Regions from separate parts of the Mus musculus genome. Here region 2 is linked to region 1. The links are chromatin contacts, called in public HiChIP or PLAC-seq maps. All regions are on one chromosome and are shown on one strand. Each heading gives the region's core, a stretch centred on a gene start, on an enhancer-like site or on the middle of the called end of the contact. The rest is flanking DNA. Distances are from core to core; before and after follow the strand shown. Region 1 overlaps Phactr4 (phosphatase and actin regulator 4). Region 2 holds the start of Med18 (mediator complex subunit 18).

Region 1 (5,092 bases), core at 2,277-4,776:
GACAGTTGTCAAATGAAATAGGAAAACAAGATAGAGGTAGAAGTGTTTCTATGATAAAGGAAGTTTCATATTGATAGAAAGGGTCCATTTAAGACGAAATCATCTGGGCTGGCGAGATAGCACTCACAGTAGGTGGCTCACAGCATTCTGTTACTCCAACTCCAGGGTATCTGATACCGTCCTCTGAACTCTACAGTTATCTACAAACCACTGTGCACACACACCTACACATAATTTTACATTTTTATTAAAGGATTGGAGAGATGACTCAGTGGTTAAGAACACTGGTTGCTCTTTCAGAGAACCAAGATTCAATTCCTAGCACTCTCAACGGGGCTTACAACTGTCTGTAACTTCAGTCCCAGCAGATATGACATTATTTTTCTAGACACCCCCTGGGCACCAGGCACACACATGGTGCACAGACATACATGGAAGTAAAATACCCTTACATACTAATTCCTTAAATTTTTGTTTTTGTTTTTTTGAGACAAGTTTTCTCTGTGTAGCCCTGGCTGTCCTGGAACTTACTTTGTAGACCAGGCTGTCCTCAAACTCAAAGATAAGCCTTACTCTGCCTCCTGAGTGCTGGGATTAAAGGCATGCACCACCATACTTGGCTCTTAATTTTTTTTTTAAAGTGGAAAACATAATTAAATTTGTAATTATCCAACAGAGTAAGACCTTGTCACACAAAACAGCGACAAATGACTTTGCTAACTAGAGCTTTTACTGTCCCTCTCCCAGCAGTTGCTAGAACAAGGACACAACGCACCGACACGGTGTTGTGTAACACAGTGAACTGACTTGAGCTGACTGGCACATTTGGACCACTACACTACACCCAAGCATACACAGTATACATTGTTACAGGTTTGTCTCTTTTGAGACAAGGCTTGCTATATACATAATCTATGCTGCCCTCAAACTTGTAATCCTTCCCATAGTGATACTGCTGTGATGATAAGTCTGAGCCAGTGCGTCCTGCCATGATACATTTTGTGTATTATTTTAATTTTAAAAATGACTTGTTTTGTGTGTATGTGTATTTTCCCTGTATGTTTGTATATGTACTGTGTGCATGCCTAATGCCTATCGAGGTCAAAAGAGGGCATCTGAGCCTCTGGAACTAGAGTTGTACACTATGTAGGTGCTGGGACTTGAACCTTGGTCCTCTGCAAAAGCAATGAAAATTTTTTTAATTAATTAACTTATTTGTATATATGTGAGTATATTGTTGTGATATCTTCAGACACACCAGAAGAGGGCATAGGATCCCATTACAGACGGTTGTGAGTCACCATGTGGTTGCTGGGAATTGAACTCAGGGCCTCTGGAAGTACAGCATCTCTCCAGCCCCTCAATGAAGTATTTTTAACTGCTGAGCCATCTCTCTAGCTCCTTATTATTTTATTTATTATCAGTGTGAGTGTATGATGTGTTTGGGATTGGGAGTCAGTTTTCTCCTTCAATTGGATAGCAAACTTGGTGGACAGGGACCCCTGGATATTTAGGGTTTTTTTCTTTTGTGGTGCTTAGCTGTTTGCAGAACCTCATGCCAGTGCCACACTCATAGGCGCTCCTCAGCCCTGCCCTTGTGTTTTTGAGACAGGGTCTCACTATGCATCTTATGCTGTCCTGGAACGTTTGATCCTCCTGCTTTTGCCTCCTGGTGCTAAGATTATAGGCGTATGCCATCACACCTGACTGAGAGTTTTAAAAGGATTCATGGCCCCACTTCCTGCAGATCCTGTATATTATAAAGGCAGTTGGGCTGATTCTAAATATTTGGACAGACATGTGAGTCAGTGAAATAATATGCAGTTTGTCATTGAGACTAGGGAGTGGAGAGGAGGAGGAGCAGAGATGTGAGTGAAGCCGGATGTGGTGGCTCACACCTGTCATCTCAGCATTTGAGAACAAGACCATGGAGGTTCTGGGGTTCAAGGTTATCTTCAGCTACAAATAAATTCAACGTCATCCTGAGCTACTTAAGATCCAGGTTTTAAATTTTGCTTAAAACAAGCAAAAATAAAAATACAAAGATAGATAAATAATTAAATGTTAATATGAATGAATGAATTGGAAAATATCAAGGTTCTGTTCTTCTAAAACATTTGACAAAATTAGATACTTATGAAGAGAGAAGCAAAGGAGACCCTGTTCCTGCTGGGCACTCGGGAGGCAGAGACAGGCAGGTCCCTGAGTTTGAGGCCAGCTTGGTTTACAGAGAACACTTTCTTTTTCACTTTCTGTATTTAGTGATATGTTCAGTGACCTGCTTTATACAAAGCAAAATGAGAATGTGTGTGGGTGTGTGTGTGCGAGTGTGTGTGCATGTTTCAATTGGGTTTAAACCTAGAGCCACATACATGCTTTGGAAACTTGAGGTACATCCCTACTCCTTGTCGTTGTGAATCCTTGAAAGAAAGATGACATATAAATATATTGTTCAACATAATGAAGTTTTTTTGGTTTTTTTTTGAGTGGGGGGGTTTCGAGACAGGGTTTCTCTGTATAGCCCTAGATGTCCTGGAACTCACTTTGTAGACCAGGCTGGCCTCGAACTCAGAAATCCGCCTGCCTCTGCCTCCCGAGTGCTGGGTTTAAAGGCATGCGCCACCACGCCCGGCTCATAATGAAGTTTTAAAAGCATCAAATTAAATTTTAATTTGGAACGCAGTTAGTGGATCTCTGTAAATTTGAGTTTGAGGCCAGCCTGGTCTACAGAGACTGTTCTAGGACACCCAGAGCCATACAGAGAAACCCTCCCTCACATAAAGGAAAACGGAAAAGGAAGTGATTAGCTATGATTTTTAAGCAGCAGAAGAGGCTAAGTGACGGATGATACTTTGTTGAGAGGCTTTCAGGCAGGAGCTTCTCTGTGCTGCTAAAATGTTGGCTGCTTTTCTTTATGATCTTTTCTTTAACATTTTCAGTCCAATTAAAACTTTAGGTGTAGTTTTCCTTTCTTCAGTCAAATAACATTTTCTGATTATTTCCTGGAATGCCTGTAGATGTGCTAACAGGAGATTTACAGGAGTCATATGTGGAGGCACACACCTGTAATTCCAGCACTTAAGAGGTTAAGGCGGGAGGATCACACATTCAAGACCAGACCTAGCAATCCATTGTCTCAAAAAACCTAAACCAGCCCCAAGATGCCTCCTAGGTAACGGTGCTGGAAGCCACTCTTGATGATCTGGTTCAGTCCTGGGGCCCATGCAGTGGAAGCAGAGGAGTGAGCTGCGTCTCTCTCCTCCACGGATGCTCTGTCTGTGTGCTCCTCCCCTGCCTCCACACCCACACAGATGCACAGAAGCTAAATTTAAAAAAAAAAAAATGTAATTGAAAGAAAACAGTAACACAAAGCTACAGTGTCAAAAGGAGATCATTGTGTTCAGTACAAGTGTCAGACTTTTCCTGCCTCCAACATTGTTGCTGCTAGTGGGAAGGGAAGTGCGATTCTGTGATGCAGCAAGCACCTTAACCCCAGGAGTAGGCCACAGAGCCTTTCCTTACCCCTAGATGGCTCCTGAGGCCCCTGGGACAGTGGGTGGGGCGCAGGCTGCATTGTACTGCCTTCCTGCATTTTTGTTATTGCTGCCTTCCTGCTCTACCTTCAAAGCTAACTAAGCCCTGCACATGTGTCATTATGAGGGTCTCGAGACCTTTGACCTCAGTCGTGAACGTGTAGCATGTCACCTATGTTATAGATCCTTACTATCAGGATGTCCCTAAGTAATACTGTGACAGGCAGTAGAACCTCACCTCCACTCTTCCAACTCCTTCCATGTCAGGGCATCTTCTCTAACGCCCTGTCCCCACCTCGTCTCCCAATCTTCCACAGTTATGCAGCGCTCTTTGTGTGTGGGGAGAAAAATGTGATACACAGACACAAGGTGTGAACACTTGATGACTTGCCTGTCCCTGAGTTACTTGAATCGTGGGAATTGCTGAGAGGGTAATATTTAACAGCGATCCCCTCAGTCTCCGGAGGGAGTCCTTGCTTCAGTGATACAGAGCTTATACTGTATTGTGTATGCTAATGATGTCGGCTTGATTCTAGCATCTCCCTAAATTTTCCTCTTAAATGGCTTCTTTAGTGATTTAAGTTTGAGTTTGGGCCTTTGTCCATGTAATGTCCGGAGTGTGACTGTCTGCGTGATTGTCATTGCTCTGATTCTTTCCGACTGCTACAGGAAGAGGGGACATTTTTAGAGGCTATATAAGGATAATAAATTGGCTGTCCCTTCCCGTTCCTCTCCATGAACAGAAGAAGCAGAGCAGCCCTCTGGAGACCCAGGCATGGGCATGGACAGTGTGGAAGCAGGGGACACAACACCTCCCACCAAAAGGAAAAGCAAGTTCTCAGCGTTAGGCAAGATCTTCAAGCCGTGGAAATGGAGGAAAAAAAAAAGCAGTGATAAGTTCAAAGAGACATCAGAAGGTAAGGTACTAAGATTTAAATGTTCTGAGGAGCGAGGGGGGTGCCCACCTAGTTTGAGCAAAGCCCTGGGCTCTTCCCCGATTGCAGAGAACCTGGTGTGCTTGTGCTCTGCAGCTGACCCCACAGAGGGGAGGCGCAGAGATAAAAGGATCAGAAGTTCAAGGTCCTTTTTAGTTAGACATTGAGTTTCAGGCCAACCCGGGCACCAGGAGATCTTGTCTCTAAACAAACAAACAAACAAACAAACAACTAAACAAGGCTTCTATTTTTTTTAAATATTTATTTATTGTTATATGTAAGTATACTGTTGTTGTCTTCAGACACACCAGAAAAGGGCATCAGATCTCATTATGGATGGTTGTGAGCCACCATGTGGTTGCTGGGATTTGAACGCAGGACCTTTGGGAGAGCAGTCGGTGCTCTTAACCGCTGAGCCATCTCGCCAGCCCAAGGCTTCTATTTTTAAGAGTTCCTCATTTGGGCTAAGGAGGTGACTAAGCAGGTAAAGTGCTTGATAGAAACACGAGGACCTCAGTTGGAACCTGCAGGACGCACGTAAAGCCAGCTGCACACACACTGTTGTAATGCAGTGCTTCTGTGGGGCGATGAAAAGATAGGACAGAAAATCCCCAGAGGCCTAAG
Region 2 (5,270 bases), core at 1,921-4,420, 76 kb before region 1:
TCCTTCCTTCCTTCCTTCCTTCCTTCCTTCTTTCTTTCTTTACCTACGGTGGCATAGTGCCAGCCTTTTATGGTTTTGTTTTGTTTTTACTAGCACATATTAATTACACATAATCATGGGTTTCATATGACGTTTTCATACGTGTACAGAATATGTATTGGTCACAGCCATACATACCCTACGGATTCCTCTAGCCCCTCCCCAGTCCCACAGATTCCCCCTGCTCCTTCCTGCCTAGCTGCCATTCTACTTCCATTGTGGTTTCCCCAATGAGTTTCGTTGGGCTTGCTTACAGGAGCAGGTGTGCTTTGTCGGTAGCTTGCAGCACTGAAGAAAATGTCTCCCCTTCGCCTAATAAACTTTAATTGCTGGAAGTCTTCAGGGAGGGGTGGGGCCTCCCAAACCTCTCCCTTCCCTCGGACAGGTTGGGCCCAATCTTAAGCAGATCTAGCTAGGTAAGCACAACACTGTGAGTTCAAACCGGCCATGACCACACCATGCCCGGAAGTCAGCATTTGACAGCAGCAGCACTACCCCTTCCTCGGGCCTCCTCTTCTGTGATGCTCTCTGAGCTGTGGAGTGTTATGGGAGCTCTCTCATTCATGGCTGAACATCCAGCAGTCTCTCATCAGTCTGACCAACTAGTTAGGAGTCTCCTCAGGGATCCCTGCCCACTGAAAAAGGAAGCTTCTTTGAGGAAAGCTGACAGACCTATTAACCTCTACCTATAAACGTAGCCATTTGGAAGGCAATTTGACTGGTATTTCATGTTCTTCAGCAAAACAACAGCAGTGTCTTCTACTAGTACTGGTGACCTCACAAGCCGCAGGCTTTTGACTAGGTTTACAGTAGCAGATGGAAATTTCTCCTGTGGTGCAGGCCTCAAATCCAACCCTAAAGTCTTAGGAGCTAGTTACTCAGTTACTCAGTATCAGTGTTAGTATGCACCTGGAGTCTTACTTGTCTAGTCCGTACTGTTGCGTGTAGATTCACAGTGTGTGCTCTCTCCCCCTCCCCATGTGTTTTGTGTGTGTGTATTTTGAGACAGAGTGTCATGGTGTAGCCCTGTTTGGCCTGGACCTCACTACTGTAGCCCACGCTAGCCTGGACCTCACAGAAATCTATCTGCCTTTGCCTCCCATGCACCACCAGGACTGGCTCTCCATGTTATTTAACATCATCAGCTAAATGAAGAGGGTGGTGGCTCACACTCACACTTGTCCTGAGCCTTGAGTTCCAGGAAAGTGTGGACTACAGTGTGCGTGCTACTGTCTCACGAGTTTTTTCATTAACCTCTTTTTTGTTTTGTTTTGTTTTTTTGTTTTTTGTTTTCTGAGACAGGGTTTCTCTGTGTAGCCCTGGCTGTCCTGGAACTTACTCCGTAGACCAGGCTGGCCTCGAACTCAGAAATCTGCCTGCCTCTGTCTCCTGAGTCCTGGGATCAAAGGCGTGCACCACCACCTCCCGGCTTCGTTAACCTCTTAAAACATTGCCTTACAGGCGTTATTAATATTATTTACAGTGCTGGGGATCAAACCTCAGGCCTGACACCCTGTACCACTGAGCTGTATAGCCCTGCATTTTTCTTAATCTTAAATACTCAACTTCTTGTTGTTGTCTGAATGTCATAAGTGATTATGTTGATATATACTGAACTAGACCATTCCATGATTACAAAGAAAGATGTATTAGAGATTAAACTGTCAAGCCATGGGAGGAGGTGGCAGAAAGAAGAACAAAGTGGCAGAGAAGCAAGCTGATTTCATGTGACAGCAAGGTGGAGCCCTGAGCTGATACAAGCTGCCCAGACTGACTGGGAACCAGGTACCCTTGCCTGAGGTAGTGACCTTTGGGGAAATGTTAAGGAGGGAGGGGTCCTGAAAGATTAAGGGTGCCTCACTCTATGTCCCTTATGTGTTTGGCATATGTACAGAGTTCAATAAGTACTTGTTGAATTTAAAATCCTTATCTATCTATCTATCTATCTATCTATCTATCTATCTATCTAATGTATATGTGTGCCTAGATATATGTGTACCATGTATGTCCTTTAGCATGGATGCCAGATGAGGGTGTCAGATCCCTTGGAACTAGAGTGGCAGGTGGTTGTGAGTCACATGATATGGGTGTTAGGGCTGAACCCAGGTCCTCTGAATAACAGCAAGTGCTCTAAACTGCTTAGCCATCTTCCCAGCCCCTAGTTATTTATTTATATTTTGTGTTATGAGTGTTTTTGCAAGTGTGTATGCATGTCTACCACACGGATGCAGTGACTGATGTAGTCAGACAAGGTAATAGAGCCCCTGGAAAGGAAATTATAAATGGTTGTTAGCCACTATGTGGGAGTTTGGGACCTCTGAGAGAGCAGCAGGGGCTATTAACTGCTCAGCCATCTCTCTAGCCCTTATTAATTAACTTATTTATTTATTTATTTATTTATTTATTTATTAAAAACCTCACAATATTGTTTAAGCGTTGAATGGCTCTGCTGGAGAGATCCTTACCACAGCTTCCCAAGGTTCTCAGATTTGAACTGTGCCTGGTCCCATGTATTTAAAGTTATGGTATGCACTGTAAATTGAACAAGTTTGCTGTTGTTTTGTATTAAACTTATGGCCTTGCACATGTCAGACAAGGCTCTAGCACTGAGCTGTTTCTCCAGACCCTTGAAAGCACACAAAATATTGTTCCTGCTGAGGTCTATATATAAATACACAACGCTGTGGTTAGCGTTTCCGATTTACAACATACCCCTTCCTTTTCTTTTTCTTTAATTTAATTTTTAACTTATTCATTTTACATCTCTTTCACTGCCAGCCCCGCCACCTCCGCCTCCCTTCTTTTTCAATGTGACTCTCCTTCCTCGCTCCCCCCAGTGGCTGAGTTCAAAATTTAAATATGGTATCCAATCGGCTTTATGAGATCTGATCAAAACATCCAGGTCGTCGAAGCTGAAAAAAAAAAAAAAAAAAAAAAAAACGTATCCTAGAGCTGTCCTATGACAGTCACCTTCCACGGTACCACTCTAGACTAGGACCCCAAAGCAACAGCAGCCCCGAACCTTGCGCGTGCGCTCTTGCACACCGGTGCCAGAAGGCGGGCGCGTTCCTTGCCCTCTCGGCACCCTTACTTTTCGGGGCGGTAGCGGAGAAGTTTCCTGTCCCTCAGCTTCCTACCGGAAGTGCTGAAGGGAGAGTTTGGCGGTTTCTCTGGCTCTGCGCTGGCGGCATTTGGGGGTGCGGATTGCGGGTGTGCACGCGTGGATTTAATTCCAGCTTTACAAGGATCTGTAGCGCGGACGGAGACGTGTTGCTAGTGTAAGTGCACACGTGTCCCGGCTGCCCGCGTGGGAGGACCGGGACAGTCACTCTAACTTCATATTTCCCGCCTGGCTCATTTGCAGAGGCGTTCTCATAAAGGCAGAACCAGTTCTAGTTACATCGCTCGTGTGCCCTGGGGCCTTTCCCTGAGTCTGCATGGCCTCCGCATAGAGTGAAGGGTGGACAAGGTCCTTAGGTCTCCCTCGGATCTTTTCTTTTGTTTTTTCTTTGAGACAGTCTCACTGTGATGCCCTAATTGGCCGGGATTTGCTATATAGACCAGTCTAGCCCGAAGCTGCAGCCGTCCTTCTAACTCTGTCCCCAAGTATTGAGATTACAGATGTTCCCCCCAACACAGCCGGTTTTTATTTCTTTATGTTTGGAAACGAGGCCTCTCAGTGTAGCCCAGTGTAGTTACCATTTTTGAATATGAATGTCGGTTTCTTTCGAGCCAGGTAGTGGGTGGGGGAGACGAGGGCTGTGGGGTTAAACACCCTTGGTCTTATTTTAAACGAGACAGTAGGTTTCGGAACAAGAGGTTACATAGCTGCCTCGAGATTACATAGAAAAACGTTTATAAGGTTCAGAACTTGATACTAGATGGCTATTCCGTATCTCCGGAGCTAGAACCCCTCTTATTCCCGAGTCACCCGTTCTTGGAACCGGCTGTATAAGCAGATGTGCAAAGTTAAGACTGAATGAGCTTTGGTTTCAAGGCCACTGCCGCAGCAAACAGGGTATGGACAAGTGTGACTTTTCCAGGTGGATCCTGTGCTTCTCCGGTTGGAAGATCTGTTTGCAGTTCTGTTGTCTTGAACCTAATTAGAGGCATCATGGAGGCGCCTCCAGTCACCATGATGCCCGTCACTGGGGGCACCATTAACATGATGGAGTACCTCCTGCAGGGTAAGTCAGCCAAGGAGCTTGTGTTACCAAGTTTTCAGTTTTTTCTGGCTAGAGCAAGTTGAGATGACTTATAGGCAACTGTAGGGTTCCTGTAACTGTGTTTAAAAGAGGGTGGGTGGGAAGATGGCTCAATGGCCAGAAACTCACTCTGTAGACCCTTCTGGCTGCAGGGGCCTGGGATTATAGATATTTACCACTATTGTCCTATTGTCTGTTCTCTCTCTCTCTCTCCCTCTCTCCCTCTCTCTCTCCCTCCCTCCCTTGCTCTTTCTTTCTTTCTTTCTTTCTTTCCTCTATTTTTGTTTGTCTCCGTATAGTTCTCGCTGTCTATAGACCAGGCTGGCCTCGAACTCAGAATTCAGAGGTCCATCTGCTCTGTCTCCCAAGTGCTTGGGATTAAAGGCACAAGCCACCACTGCATGACTTTCATTTTTTTTTTTTTTTCATCTTGAAAAATTAAAACTCAGGCCCGAGGAGAAGGCCCAGCCGTTAAAAGCACTGGCTGCTTCTTGGTTCAATTCCCAGCACCTACATGGCAGCTCACAACTGTGTGTAACTCCAGTTGCAGAGAATTTGATGCCCTAGTCTGGTCTCCATGGATTCAGGCATACAGGTAGTTCACAGATGAGCTTGCAGGCAAAACACTCCTTCTTACACATAAAATTTAAAAACAAAAAACAAGAACAAAACAAAACAAACCAAAAAAACCTCATACCGAGTCTCCCTCTCACCTCTCCACTGTGTTTCCTACCTTAGCTGCTTAGATGCCCCACATGAGTGAGGTCCCCAACTGGCTTATTTCTCCTAGCATTATATCCTTGATAAAGTCATGTCCTATGACAGAATTTATATTGTTTTTGTTGTTTGGAAGCAGTACTAAGGAGCCCAGGCTGATTAATTTTTTTCAAGTATGATTAAAATGATTCTTTTAGATTTTTAAATCTTATTTTATCTGTATGAGTGTCTTGCCTGCATGTGTGGGAGTCAGAGGTCAGACAAGTATGTCCAGTTCCCTGAAAAGGAGTCGTGGACGATTATGAGCCA

The links. HiChIP or PLAC-seq counts read pairs in DNA pulled down with a chosen protein or histone mark.
Region 2: an H3K4me3 HiChIP or PLAC-seq map of embryonic stem cells shows a contact between it and region 1, with 18 read pairs. The contact joins the promoter of Med18 here to the enhancer-like site in region 1. A contact is called at or near these places in 1 of 15 datasets of contacts at CTCF or cohesin (CD8 T cells), 2 of 484 Hi-C or Micro-C datasets (embryonic fibroblasts and embryonic stem cells), 3 of 115 datasets of contacts at active chromatin or transcription factors (the SCID.adh cell line and embryonic stem cells) and 3 of 9 other capture datasets (adipose tissue, liver and pancreatic islet).

Annotation. Positions count from the first base shown.
Region 1 is chr4:132,386,250-132,391,341 of GRCm38.p6, reverse strand. Phactr4 (phosphatase and actin regulator 4) reads left to right here. Exons shown (of 13, transcript NM_001161797.1): 3 at 4,277-4,450. Among named protein-coding and RNA genes, the nearest start is that of Phactr4, 34 kb to the left of the region's middle. Within about 2 kb of position 3,526, at least 16 of the 459 cell types and tissues checked have an H3K27ac peak or open chromatin away from gene starts, as enhancers often do. A contact at or near this core is called in embryonic stem cells, where this site is marked.
Region 2 is chr4:132,461,821-132,467,090 of GRCm38.p6, reverse strand. It overlaps Med18 (mediator complex subunit 18), which reads left to right and starts at 3,170. Exons shown (of 3, transcript NM_026039.3): 1 at 3,170-3,317; 2 at 4,083-4,226. The coding sequence starts at 4,154.